Linked DNA regions of Mus musculus: region 2 is linked to region 1. A link is a contact called in public promoter capture Hi-C data. All regions are on one chromosome and are shown on one strand. Each heading gives the region's core, a stretch centred on a gene start, on an enhancer-like site or on the middle of the called end of the contact. The rest is flanking DNA. Distances are from core to core; before and after follow the strand shown. Region 1 holds the start of Ntrk1 (neurotrophic tyrosine kinase, receptor, type 1). Region 2 holds the start of Snapin (SNAP-associated protein).

The links. Promoter capture Hi-C pulls out the DNA fragments that hold promoters and counts their contacts.
Region 2: a promoter capture Hi-C map of liver shows a contact between it and region 1, with 2.3 times the contacts expected there. The contact joins the promoter of Snapin here to the promoter of Ntrk1 in region 1. A contact is called at or near these places in 2 of 39 promoter capture datasets (liver and pre-B cells).

The regions. Positions count from the first base shown.
Region 1 is chr3:87,793,132-87,799,863 of GRCm38.p6, reverse strand. It overlaps Ntrk1 (neurotrophic tyrosine kinase, receptor, type 1), which reads left to right and starts at 4,702. Exons shown (of 17, transcript NM_001033124.1): 1 at 4,702-4,931. The coding sequence starts at 4,720. Insrr (insulin receptor-related receptor) reads right to left here and starts at 2,913. Exons shown (of 22, transcript NM_011832.2): 1 at 2,356-2,913. The coding sequence starts at 2,440.
Region 2 is chr3:90,485,776-90,492,339 of GRCm38.p6, reverse strand. It overlaps Snapin (SNAP-associated protein), which reads left to right and starts at 1,327. Exons shown (of 4, transcript NM_133854.3): 1 at 1,327-1,508; 2 at 1,746-1,792; 3 at 2,068-2,186; 4 at 2,747-4,314. The coding sequence starts at 1,366. The coding sequence ends at 2,848. Ilf2 (interleukin enhancer binding factor 2) reads right to left here. Exons shown (of 14, transcript NM_026374.3): 10 at 6,068-6,155; 11 at 5,428-5,489; 12 at 5,243-5,357; 13 at 5,023-5,113; 14 at 3,961-4,881. The coding sequence ends at 4,721.

The DNA of each region.
Region 1 (6,732 bases), core at 3,453-5,952:
TGCTTGGTGAGTGTTTGGTGAGAAAATGAGGGCAAACTGTGCCTGGGAGGCAGTAAGTACTGAGTACTGAGTACCGAGTACTTCTGTCTCTGCCCTCAGGGACCCAGCCTGCTGGTACCTACATCATTTTTGCTTTTGAAGGGGAGACAGTCCATAGCTCCTCTTTGTCAAAGCAGAGGTCCTCACTTCATCCCCTCAGCCTGACATTCTGGGGTGTAGTAAAGCTGGTCCCCATCCACCATTCTAGTCTCAAACCTAGAAAGGCTCCTTAGGTCTTTGGCCTGCAATCCTGGGGCCCAGGGTCCTTGTTCTAGCTCTGACCCTGCATCACTTCCCCCTCAGGCTTAATTTCTCTTAATTCAGCAGCAAGTCACAGGAACGCCTGTGGGGCTGCCCAGCATGGCTGCTTACAGTTCCAACCCTCTCTTCAAGGTTCTGGCTGTTCTAAGTCAATTTTGCATCCCCCCCCCCCCCGTGCTATCCAGTTCAGGATTGGAACCTCTGGGCACTTGGGACACTATGGGACATGAACATCTGGATCCTGACTCTACTGTTTCCTTTGGGACTCAGTCCATTTGTCTTTTTGTTAAGGCTTTTTTCCCTATAGGGGCTGGATGCTTCCTCACTTCCTCCTAAGGAGAGCTTGCAGGGTCTTCCTGTACGATGCAAGTCTAAAAGCTTTGGTGTAATTTTCTGGTCTACTTCCTCTCTCCTCACCCCCCCCCCTCTCTCTCTCTCTCTCACACACACACACACACACACACACACACACATTGGTACCATACCCCGCATTCTTCCATACAGGCTAGCCCAGTCCCTCCTGCCTTAGCACTTGACAAGGCTGATTTGGATGGGATGGAGGACAGGAAGACCTGTCTTCCTATACATTCTCTCTGTGGTCCATGCTCGACTGTCGGCTGTTGCACACGTGCGTGTCCACATGCTTGCGCACACACTAGACTAGGCAGGTACATACACAGAAAAAGAAGAGAAGGAAAAACACTTCTGTTCCCTCCATGAAAGCCAATTAGGCTCTTTGAGGCAGGTGGGGGGGTTCCCTCAGGCGCCCACTTCCCATCATGCCTTAGCCTCTCCAGAGCTCCCCTAATGTGAGACATTGGAAAAACAAATCTAAGACCTTTGCAGATTAACCCCTGCCTGTCCTCAGGCCAAGCTCCAGGGAGAGCTTCGCTGGGAAACAACAGCTGGGCTCCTTGACCAAACACTAACTCCCAGGGCATGCTTGCTTTATTTTGACAACTGTGCTCCTGCCTAGCATCTGCTGTGCAGTGTCCTGGCACAGAAGGAACAGGGGTAGGGCGTTCAGGTAGATCACCATGCATTGCAAATCTTCTGGCCTCTTTCATGAGACACCTTACCCCAGTCCATCTGTATTATCCTTACAGGAAAGGGAGCCCTGGCTTGGTCCTGGAAGCCCCCACTTAGAAGAATGTTTTAAGACCCTTCCCGTTCCCAGAGTGTTGAGTTCCCAAACTCTGTATGGAGGACAAAGGCAGATTAAATGATGGCGTTATACACTTACTGTTTCCTCTTCTGTTGCTTCTTCTTTGTCCCACATAGCCCCTGGCAACCCATGAGGGGCTATTTGGTCTGCATTAGTCCCACTCCCACTCCCTAGGTGCCTTTGGTGAGAAGTGTGAATCTGAGGTATATCACTGAGTTACGGAGGAGAGGCAGTCCTCTCTCAGACAGCCCTCCTGCCCACAGTGGGACCCCAGGGTCCCCACCAACACAGATGAAAGCCTGGGGTGCCAGAGCTCAGGACTTGCCCTGGGTCTGCCTCTCCTGTCTCTGAGCCTACAATCCACACAGTAAGTCAAATTGCTTAATGGTGCCTGGTTTTCAGCTTCGATCCCAGCCTGCCTCTTATCAGTCAGTGGCCCTAGAAGCAACCTCCAATTCTCAGTCTCATTTTGGTTTAAACTCAGACTTTACTGGGATCGCGGTTTCACTAACAGCCGTGAGTTGAAGAACATCTGTTCGTTCCATTTCTAACTCCTTAACCTCTTAGGGGAGCTGAGAGAGAAAACTCTTCATATAACAGTTCTAGCTGGCAAAAAGTCCTTCTGAGAGCTGATCCTCGTCTTCCCGTCCCAATAAAGACTAACTAGGAATCAGTTGTGCTGCACACCTTCAACCCCAGCTCTTGAGAGGTGGAGGCAGGTGGATCTCTATGTTCAAGGCCGGCTTGGTCTACAGATAGAGTTTTAGGACAGCCAGGGTAACACAGAGAAACCCTGTCTGGAGACACCAAAACCAACCAACCAAAGACTAAGTTAAGTATAGGTGTTCTGGAGGGAGATGGGGGTTAGACGGACGTTGCTGGGGACTCACCCTCTAGTGTGTCCAGGCCAGATCCCAAGGACAGCAGGCTCATAAGCAAGTGTACTCCCCAGGGCCACAGAGCAGGCACTGCCATGACCTCAGCCCTGGTTGTCTTCCAGGTATCCTCCAGGGAGAAAGGAGGATGCAGACCCAGGTTCCAGTGTGAAGTGGCAGGGGTGGGGACGACGACGACACACAAAGGCAAAGGGATTAGAGATCTCAAATAGAGACCGCGGGAGATAGAAAAGAATTTCGGAACAGAGGAAACAAAGCCTGTGACAAGCAGCTAGAGACAGCCTCAGTGTGGTCCAGAGACAGATACTGGGACAGAGATGCAGATAGGAGTGGAGGAGCCTCAGAGAGGCATCCAGAGGGAGGATGATTCAGAACACAAAGATCCAGACAGTCCAGGCAGTCCTGAGGGGAGGCAGAGTGGAAGCCCCCGGTGAGCCCCGGGAGTGCCCCAAGGGGCGGCAGCGGGGTCCCGAGACACCCGCAGCACTCCACCCCGAGACACTCCGCGGACCTCCTGGACATGCAGACTTCCACTCTCGGTCGACCGGCCGCGGCTGGTGGGGCAGAAAGGCAGGGACCTCGCCCAGCTCCCGCCCTTTCCAGAAACGGATTGGTTTACGCCGCCGCCCGCCGACTTCTCTGTTCTCTCCGCCCCTCCCACCAAGTCAAGGGAAAATATTTAGCCTGTCAACTGAGGGAGGTGGGGGACAGATGTGTTGGGGAAATAAGGTTGGGGGCCAAGAACTGAGCTCTGGAACCCCTCTCTCTGTCTCAGTTTCCCTCTCTCCCCCATCCCCACCCCCCCAACCCGCTCGCTGCAGATCTGGAGGGAGCGGCTGGGCTCCCTGGCTTGATTTGCAGGGGAGTTCTGGAGTCCAACAGGTGTTTTGACATCTGCGGGGTAACTTCCCGCAGCCTGGACAGGTCGGACTCCACTGGTGAAACCTGAAGACCTCACCACTTCGACCTCACCACTTCGCCTCTCACAGCCCTTCCCAGCCTCCCGAGGCTACTTTGAACATACTTCCTTGGCGCGGGGTATGTCCCCGTCAAATCCCTTGGTTTTGGCTCAAATCCCTAGGAGACGAGTCGTTCTTCTCTCTGTGAGATTCCTCCTTCATTTGGTTACTTTTTTTTTTTTTGGTTTTTCGAGACAGGGTTCCTTTGTGTAGCCCTGGCTGTCCTGGAAGTAGACCAGGCTGGCCTCGAACTCAGAAATCTGCCTGCCTCTGCCTCCCATGTGCTGGGATTAAAGGCGTGTGCCACCACTGCCTGGCTCCATTTGGTTACTTTTAAGAACTCAGGATGCTTAGTGGGTCTCTATATATGTACTTATTCGGGGCCACTTGGAGGACAATTCATGATGGGATGATCTCTTAAACGCGACACTTATACGTGCAGTCAAGAAGGCCATTGCGCAAGACTTGCCATTTAGTGGCCTGGATGCTGGGCCTGAGACTTCCCAGGTTCACAAATACCGTGAGCCGATGGTTCCCAGCTCCCACGTCCGAAGAACTAAGAGATCTATTAATTTCTCCGCACAGAAATCGATGCTCTTGTCAGGACGGCGATCGATGCCAAGCTTGGTCTGCCTGGCCATGGCTCGGCTCTGGGGCCCCAGATGGATGGTTAGGATTGGGAACTGACCCTAAGACCAGAGGCACAGCTTAGAAAGGCTCAGAACTGCTCTTCTCCGCCCTCGAAGCCCCAGGCCGAGCGCAAACGCCGGGCGCGAGGGCTTCTAGCGCCACCCTGTGGTCTTTTGAGGACCGAGAGGTCTCCACTTTCCAATCTTCCTCCAATTGTGTTCTAAGGACTCTTCTCTCCCACTATTTTTCTCCCCAGGTTCTGCATCCAGCCATGCTGAGGCCCTCTCCCTTTCCTTACTAGGGTCTGGAGAGCGTTCACCTAACTTATTCCAAGTGACATGCACACCCTCTTAAGTAAAGTGCACCGTGAGGCTGGCTGGGATGACCTGGACTTCAACCCTTCCCTTGCTCAATTTCTCCACTTCCCCGCAAATCTGAAAATGCAGCTGTTTTACTGTGAGAAATAAGGTATCAGCTTCCTAGCTCCCCCAGCCTCAGAAGACACTTGTGAGGCAATCTATGGCAGCCCCCCGCCCCAGGTCTCCTGCAGCCGCGAGGGACATTAGGAAGGCGAGCTGGCATTAGGGCCTCAAAAGGGGAGGGGGCACTGGGGGCATTGGCAGGCGGGGCGGGGCGGGGCCGTGGGTGCCGCCCTCTCCTGGTGGCTAGTCTTTAACACCGCCCCGCGCACGTGTCGCGCGAGGCCGGGCGGCGGCAGCTAGGAGCGCACGGACGGCTGCGCGGCCCGAGCAAGGCGGGCGCCGCCGCGATGCTGCGAGGCCAGCGGCTCGGGCAGCTGGGCTGGCATCGCCCGGCCGCGGGGCTAGGCAGTCTGATGACTTCGTTGATGCTGGCCTGTGCCTCCGCCGCATCCTGTCGCGAGGTCTGCTGTCCCGTGGGCCCCTCGGGGCTGCGCTGCACCAGGGCAGGGTCCCTGGATACCCTCCGCGGCCTGCGGGGCGCCGGGAACCTGACGGAGCTGTGAGTGTGTGTCGTTCGGGGGAGGGGTGCGGGGTCAGGAGGGCACAGCCCTTCCCCGAGGGCGCGCACTCATTCACCTCTGGCTTGAGGGGTCAGGCTTGGCTGCTGTAGGAGACTGGCACGTGTAGCCTTTGGCTGTGCTGCGGCGGCTTCTCCCGCTGCCACCACCCTGGCAGAGCCGCGCAGTCACTGTCTGGATGTCGCTCAGGATTAAGGGTAGCTAACTGTGGTGCTGGTTTGGGGTAGAGCAAGACCGAAACTAGGTGGATTAGGCATTGGTCCAGCGATCTAGGATAAGAACCTTTTTGTGGGGTTCAATCAAGAGCCCAAGTTCCTAAGCCCATGGAGGAGTGGTTAGCTGTGCAGAATTTGGCAGTGTGGCACCTTTGCTATCTTCTTTTACTTAGGGGGAAGCCAGCCCCCAACCTCTTCCTTGTCATGCAGGGAATCCAGCTCTTCTCTGGATTTGTGATTGAGCTGGAGTTGGTGGGAGATGGTGAGGAACCAGCTTGGTGTCTGAGCTCTTTTTTCCTTTCCACTGACCACAAGTCTCCTTGATTTGGATGCGGGAAGCAGGGAACGAAACCCCTTTGCTTCTCTCTCTGCTCACCCATCTCTCCTTTCACCTTTGTCTCCCTTCTTGTATCAGGGAGTCAGGGCTGTTGCTGAGTGATTTTCCCATTTTCCAGGTCCAGAGCTGGGAGGAACCTTCAGCTCTGCAGTACTTAGACAATGTGCAATAATCGGTTACAAAATACTCAAGTACTTTGTAGCAGCTAGTGAGACCTTTGAGAGTATAATTGACCTGAAGGAACTCCGCATCACACAGTGATGGCTGGAAAATACTTGAGTATTCTGCACGCTGGTGGAGCTAGCAGCCTGCAGTGATTGGCACCGAGTTACTCGGGCATCTTGTGGTAATTAACGGAGGTACTCAATCTCTTTCTAATGGCCCTAGGGAGACCAAGAAGAGAGGAGATGGCCTTGTCTTGGTCTGGGTCTAGGCTCCTGCAGGATGGGATGGGGTTTGAAGTCTAGATGGTTACTCCCCGGCCTGTCCATTCAAACCAGAGTCCAGCCTCCTGATTGTTTCCATCAATGTTCTCGTTCTTCAGAGCCTTTCAAGACTCCAAGGGAGTCCAGCCCAGGGACAGGGGTAGTGGGCAAGCCTAGATTATTGAGGAAGAGGCTGGCAGGGTGGTGAGCTGAAATGTTCACCCCCCTGGGTGGGGCCTGATCCTCCCAACTCCTCCTGCACAATCCTCTCCCTCCTCCCTCACCCGCATAGCTAACAGGGAGCTAATGGACTCAAATAGACAGATTGATTATGAATCTGAACAAATGAGGCGGCATGAAGCACACACACTGCCTGACAGCTCACACATACCCGGCTACATAGATCTTCTTAGCAACTCCCTGGGTCTCTATAGCTTGAAACCCTTGGGGGCAGAACAGGGATCTGGACTCCCTCAACGTGGCTAGCAACAATTCCTTAGAACTCCAGGGGGAGGACAGACACATAGCCATCCTATGGGGAACAAGGCTGGGATCAGGGAAGCACAGGGTCCCTTGGACTGACTGGTTCCCTTACTCCTTTTTTTTTTTTTTTAAGCCAAGGGAAAGTTCCCAAACAAGTCTGTCTGTCTGTCTGTCTGTCTTTTGCCTCCCTGGTTCTCAGCCCTTATCTCTGTCTTGGGGTCTCCATCTCCTTATCTGTGAGTCCATCCACTCCAGGATCCTCTCTCCCTTCCTGGGTCCCTCACGATTAAGGAGGGGCTCGGGGAGCGCCCAATGGCTCTAT
Region 2 (6,564 bases), core at 78-2,577, 2.7 Mb before region 1:
TGCCGGGGCCTAGCAAACACAGAAGTGGATGCTCACAGTCAGCTAATGGATAGATCACAGGGCTCCCAATGGAGGAGCTAGAGAAAGTAGCCAAGGAGCTAAAGGGATCTGCAACCCTATAGGTGGAACAACATTATGAACTAACCAGTACCCCGGAGCTCTTGACTCTAGCTGCATATGTATCAAAAGATGGCCTAGTCGGCCATCACTGGAAAGAGAGGCCCATTGGACAAACAAACTTTATATGCCCCAGTACAGGGGAACGCCAGGGCCAAAAAGGGGGAGTGGGTGGGTAGGGGAGTGGGGGTGGGTGGCTATGGGGGACTTTTGGTATAGCATTGGAAATGTAAATGAGCTAAATACCTAATAAAAAATGGAAAAAAAAAAACAGAGCTTGTGAGCTCAAGGCTAGCCTTGGTAACACGGCAGGACTTTCTCTAACAAAAATAGCAAATCTTTAGAAATAAAACTCGAGGGCAGTGGTGGGATACACCTTTAATCCCAGCACTGGAGTTCAAGGGCAGCCAGAGTGAGTTCCAGGACAGCCAGGGCCACACAAAGAAATCCTGTCTGCAAGAAAGAGGGAGAGGGAGATAGATGGGGAGAGGGCAAAAAAAAAAAAAAAAAAAAAAAAAGAGGGAGTGGGAGAGAGGAAGAGAGAGAAAAGAAAGAACCCTTAACATGAATATTACATGGCTTTCTCATCAATTCCCATGGAGAAGGCTATGGACAATAGCACTTAGATGGCTCAGCGGTTAGGAGTACTAACTGCTCCTGAGTTCAAAACACAGCAACCTTCAAATCCCAACAACCACATGGTGGCTCACAACCAGCTGTAATGAGATCTGATGCCCTCTTCTGGCGAGTCTGAAGACAGCTACAATGTACTTACATATGATAAATCTTTTTTAAAAAGGAAAGAAGGAAGAGGAAGAAGAGGAAGAAGAAGTAGAAGAGGAGGAGGAGGAGGAAAGAGAGAGAGAAAGGAAAGAAAGAAAGGAAGGAAGGAAGGAAGGAAGGAAGAAAGAAAAGAAAGAAAGAAAGAAAGAAAGAAAGAAAGAAAGAAAGAAAGAAAGAAAGAAAGAAAGAAAGAAAGAAAGAAAGAAAGAAAGAAAGAAAAGATCAGCCTGGTTTACATAGTTACAGGGCAATCTATCTCCAGAAGTCTAGATCCGCCCCCTACAGGCCCATGGAAGAAGAGGCTCTGGTCCCGGCCCGCTTGCCGGGGCTCACTGAGGACTCCATTTCCCAGCTATCCCACTGCCGTCTGGGCTGTATATCTAAGCGCCCTCTCGCGGTGCACAGCGGCGGTCTGGAGTTCCCGGCGACCCTCGCGGCAGGCTGAGGGCGTCAGGGCAGTTCGCGATGGCCGCGGCTGGTTCCGCTGCTGTGTCAGGGGCCGGGACCCCAGTGGCGGGGCCCACAGGCCGCGACCTCTTTGCCGAGGGGCTCCTGGAGTTCCTGCGACCCGCGGTGCAGCAGCTCGACTCTCACGTGCACGCGGTCAGGTGCAGGACCGGGTTGCTGGGGGCGGGGCCTAGGGAACTGGCTTTGTAGGGGCGGGGCCCCGAAGAAATACTAGATACATTCTTGAGACACTGATGTTGAGACTGGGTAAATAGGCGGAAGGGCCTGGGTGAGGCCTTGAAGTTGAGGTTGGCTTGTCTCAGTATTTGGGGAATAAGTAGAATTCGTTTCCCGCGTCCCAGTCACTGACCGTTGTAGACTTTTGTACCACTTTGCAGAGAAAGCCAAGTAGAGCTCCGGGAACAAATTGACAACCTAGCTACAGGTGAGTGAGCAGCCAGGATACCTAGAATCCCTGATCTCACTTTCGGGAACTTTGTTTCCCCAGGTTTTAGGCTAAGTTTCTGTCACTTGCTTCTCAATATCAGAACTACCCAAGGACTCCAATTTCTGGGGATATTTTAGGACAGAATGGAAGAAGGGAAGGTGTCTGTGGCCCACACAAGACTGCAAGAGTATTTTTCATCCCATTCCTCTCTTCCATTCCCTAAGAACAAAAAATGAGCCATTAGATGTTGGTTGCCCATTTCCTCTTCCCAGAACTGTGCCGGATCAATGAGGATCAGAAAGTGGCCCTGGATCTGGACCCCTATGTTAAGAAGCTGCTTAATGCCAGGCGACGAGTTGTCTTGGTCAACAATATTTTACAGAATGCACAGGTAAAATAATAAAATAGTAATAATAATAATAATCCCAGCAGTGCATGGTGGTACATGCTGTAGTTTCAGCATTTGGTAGGCTAAGGCAAGAAGGATGGCTTGAACTTTGAGCAGAGCCTGGACTATCAAATCAGCTAGGGCTACATAGCATGACCCTCTTTCAAAAAAATTTCTTCTTGTTTATCCTGCTTTATGTCTTCAACACTGTGAAGCAACTATGGGGGAAAAGAGTGGTGTTAACTAATCTGATAATAAAGGCCCATATTCCCCTCACCCCATTACTAGGCCTCAAACTAGACAAGTGCCAATTCTTAACTTCTAATTCTTAACTTCTAGTGGCTGTCATTTACAAGTCCATTTTAACGTAAAGGGCTGGCTTGAAAAGAGCCAAAGCCAGCTGGACATATAAGCAGGCAAATTTCTGAGTTTGAGGCCATCCTGGTCTACAGAGCAAGTTCCAGGGCTACACAGAGAAAAAACAGTCTGGGGACAGGGGCAGAGGGGACTCAGTTAAAACCTTTTACAGCAGTCATTAGATTCCCCATCTTCCTGTCTTACAGGAACGACTAAGGCGGTTAAACCACAGCGTGGCCAAGGAAACAGCTCGCAGGAGAGCTATGCTGGATTCAGGAGTTTACCCTCCTGGTTCTCCAAGCAAATAAGCACGGGCCCGTGACCTGAGTATACAAGTACAATTCTCCAACGGCTTTGTCTGGTAGACACGAGAAGATTCCAGGAAAGTCTCTGTAGACCTTTGATTTTTTTTGCACTATGTACTCATTCATGTAGCCGCCTCAAGAAACATGCGTACGGCAGGACTATTTCCTAAAGAACCTCCATCACAGCTTGTCCATCCAAGAAAGAGCCTCTACCTTTTGGGTTTTGTTAATCTTGAGACAAGATCTCAGTATGTAGTCCCGGCTGGCCTCAAACATGTCCTCTTGCCTTAGCCTCCTGAATGCTGGGATTATAATAGGCATGTGTCAGAGTGCCGGGCTCAAGCCTCTATATATTTCCCCCAAAGAATACTAAGTAAATTAGGCATCGTGTGGTAGAAAATTGAGAAAACACCAGATTTAGTGAGAAAGTATACTCCTATTTCTCCCCCTCTGCTTCACCACAGTTCCTCTCAGAAGGTAATAACCTTTCCAGGATCATCTTACACTCTATAATGTTTAGGTTAACTCCTATTAACAAGTTTCGCAACTGTTGCCTTCATTGCTACCCAAGGAGAGCATGCCAGATAGCGAGGATCCAAGGTCAAGGCAGAGCCTTGACAGCTAAGAGTCCTAAGCTTTTGCGATTTTTTTTTTTGTTTAGACTACATATTTTAAGGGCTAGAGGGATGGCTCAATGGTTAAGAACACTGGTGATTCTTCCAGATGGCGTCCAGTGCTTAGCGCCCACATGGTGACTCACAGCAGCCTCTAACTCCAGCTCCAGGGGAACCCAATGCCCTTGTCTGGCCTTTTGGCCCAGCACACACACACATATGATGCAGATATATATGCAGGCAAAACAACCATCCTCATAAAATAAAATTTAAAAGTTACATATTTAAGCGCCATCCTTTCCAGGCTTAGCCAGCCAGTGTTAACCATCCTGTTACTCCTATTACTGGGGCTGGGCAGTTTCCTTTACCTGTAACTCCACTTTGTTTACAACTGAGGACTTAGGTAAAGTCAAGGTAAATAATTTATCCTCTTGGCCACCCTGGCTTGACTATGTTAATATTAAGTATTGCTCAACATTATTAAATAAATGCTTGTACTGGTTATTTTAACAAAAAAATTTATTTTATTATGGTTTCAAAGGGTTCAGGACATGGTCACACTGATGCATATTTTGGGGCCTATTTTGAGACATGAGAATGTGAGGTGATCAAGCTTCCAAGAGAAGGGAATGCTGGACTCTGCCATTTATCCCTTTATTCTGTCCATGCACTGAGCTCATAAGATGCTTTCACCCCACATTTAGGGTTAATCCTTTGCAGAAATTTCAGGTTATTTTAGGCCAAGCTGAAGAAATTAGCCATCACAATGGTATCCTAGGAATCTATTACTTTCAATTTATATAATTTAAAACAGCAATCTCAATGTTTATAATAAAAGACTCAACTTGAATTCTACTGAGGTTATAGAAGCCAAATGTAGTTGCTACATATTGAAGAAAAATAAAACCAAAAGCCCTAGTAGGAAGTACTTTAATCATTTTTCTTAGAAAAAAAAAAAAAAATTCCCAGATACTCAATGACCGTTTACAGCATTTCAACACAAAGTACTTGGTTGGGAGTGGTTAGGTTTAAATATTGGGAATGTGTGGCATTCTGCTTCCTCACAGACGGACAGAGGGCATACGCAGTCACAAATGGGAGACTTCTAGCTGCTTGGCCACTATCGAAACAGTAGCGTTTTTTTCTTTTCAGTTTGTTTCCCTTCCTGCTGTCTCCCTATGCCACAGAAATGCCGCCATCTAAAGCCCCATGGTGGCTGGCTTAGCCTCTCTTCCCTTGGGGAGAAACAGTAAAGGGAAGGTCACTCCTGAGTCTCCATGCTTTCTTCTTCTTCTCCTTGAGGTGGTTCTTCTGTGTTCTCCTCCTCTTCCTCCCCCTCCTTCTTCTCAGGTGGCTTCTCATAAGCCTTTTCTGAGGGTGTCACAATCACTCCATCCCAGGTAGATATTTCAGAAGCAAGATCTAGAAGAAACAGGGATAAAACCCACTTCATACAAATATCCCAGTAAACAAGATAAGCTATATTCATTAATATTAGACCACCTTTAGATACGGCTTCTCTATAGTTCAGAACCCCTGAACCACACCACAGAGATAACTTACAGCTGGCATCCCCCTCCTGGCCAAGGATCTTCCTAAAGCCTCCATGGGAGAGAATTCGAACCAGAGTCTGAGCTGTGTAGCAGACCATATCCTGAAGAACAAGGAGAGGGAAATGAGCCAAAATAAATAGACTATACATGACTAACATCCGTGTGAAACAGGTCCCCTGGTCCTTGGCCTTCTGGCCAGAACCCCACTCATTTCGTGGTTGTCTTAATACCTGTTGTTCTAGGGTCATAACTGTGTGTACCCTGAAGTTGCCACTCTCACACGGGTCAGTGATGCCCACTGACCCAGGCAAGAACAGTCCTGCAGCCAGAATCTGCAAGCAGCGCCTGAAACACAAAGACACTTAGAAAGCAAACAAAACAGCTTAGAACCGAAACCCAGAGAAGTGTGTTATACCTGTAAGCCACATTCAGGGCCAAAGGCTGTCTGGTGGGGTTGTTCATTACAGCATAGTGCCCCTGGAAGAGAGTAAGTCTGGTAGGTGTGCTACCATCTGGCAATTCCATACTCAAACAAACTAAAACTTCAAGTCATGAGGAATACTAGCAATAACAAGCTGACAGCAATAACTATGATTGCCCTGAGTATTAACACCTCAGTGAAACAGTGGACTTCCAGTCTCCCAGACTTTCCTGTCTCCCCAAGTAACCCTGACTGTCCTGTAACTCAGAATACTCTCTTTAAGACCGACCAAAATTTTCTTAAGTTTCACTGAATTTCTGATGTTGATAGGTTTAAGAGTAATGAAGCTTCCTGTGTTTGTACATGCCTTTAATCCCAGTACTATGGAGGCAAAGGCAGACCTGAGTCTGAGGCCAGCCTGGTCTACAAAGCAAGTTCCACAACAGCCAGGGCTGTACAAAGGAACCCTATTTCAAAAAAGATAGAAAGTACAGAACAAATAAATAAATTTACACAAAGATGACACCAGTGCACCCCTGTTCCTTTTATAGTACTGGCCAGTGAACTAAGGACTCTCACATACTAGTGAAGCACTCTACACAGGCTACACCCTCAGCATCCCCTTTTTACTTACAAGTAGGTCAAGGATCCAGGGTGTGAGAGGCTCAAAGCCAGGAAAACGAATCCGTAAGTCCTTTAGCAATCTTATGAGAACTTTAACTCTGAATAAGAGACCCAGGAATTAAGAGATAATAAAATCATATTGACATTTCTGCACAAGTTAGGAGTCAAAACTGACTGTACTATTTAGAGAATTATATATACAGTGCCTAGCAGCTGGCCCAGCAAAGAAAGGCATTTGTACCCTAAGTCTGACAAACCTGAGTTCAATCCCTAAGACTCACACAAGAGAACTCAGACTACACTGCACCCACACACAACAAAATTCTATATGCACGTGTATATATATATATATATATATTTTTTTTTTTTAGATAAAAACATCACATCTGAAGCAGTTCTATCAGAGAGAGTAGGGGGCCTGTACTGTTTGTTATTCACAGTTGTTGGATTACAGGTCAAAGCCACTACACTCCTCAGAAAAGATTATTTTATACAAACGACCAATGA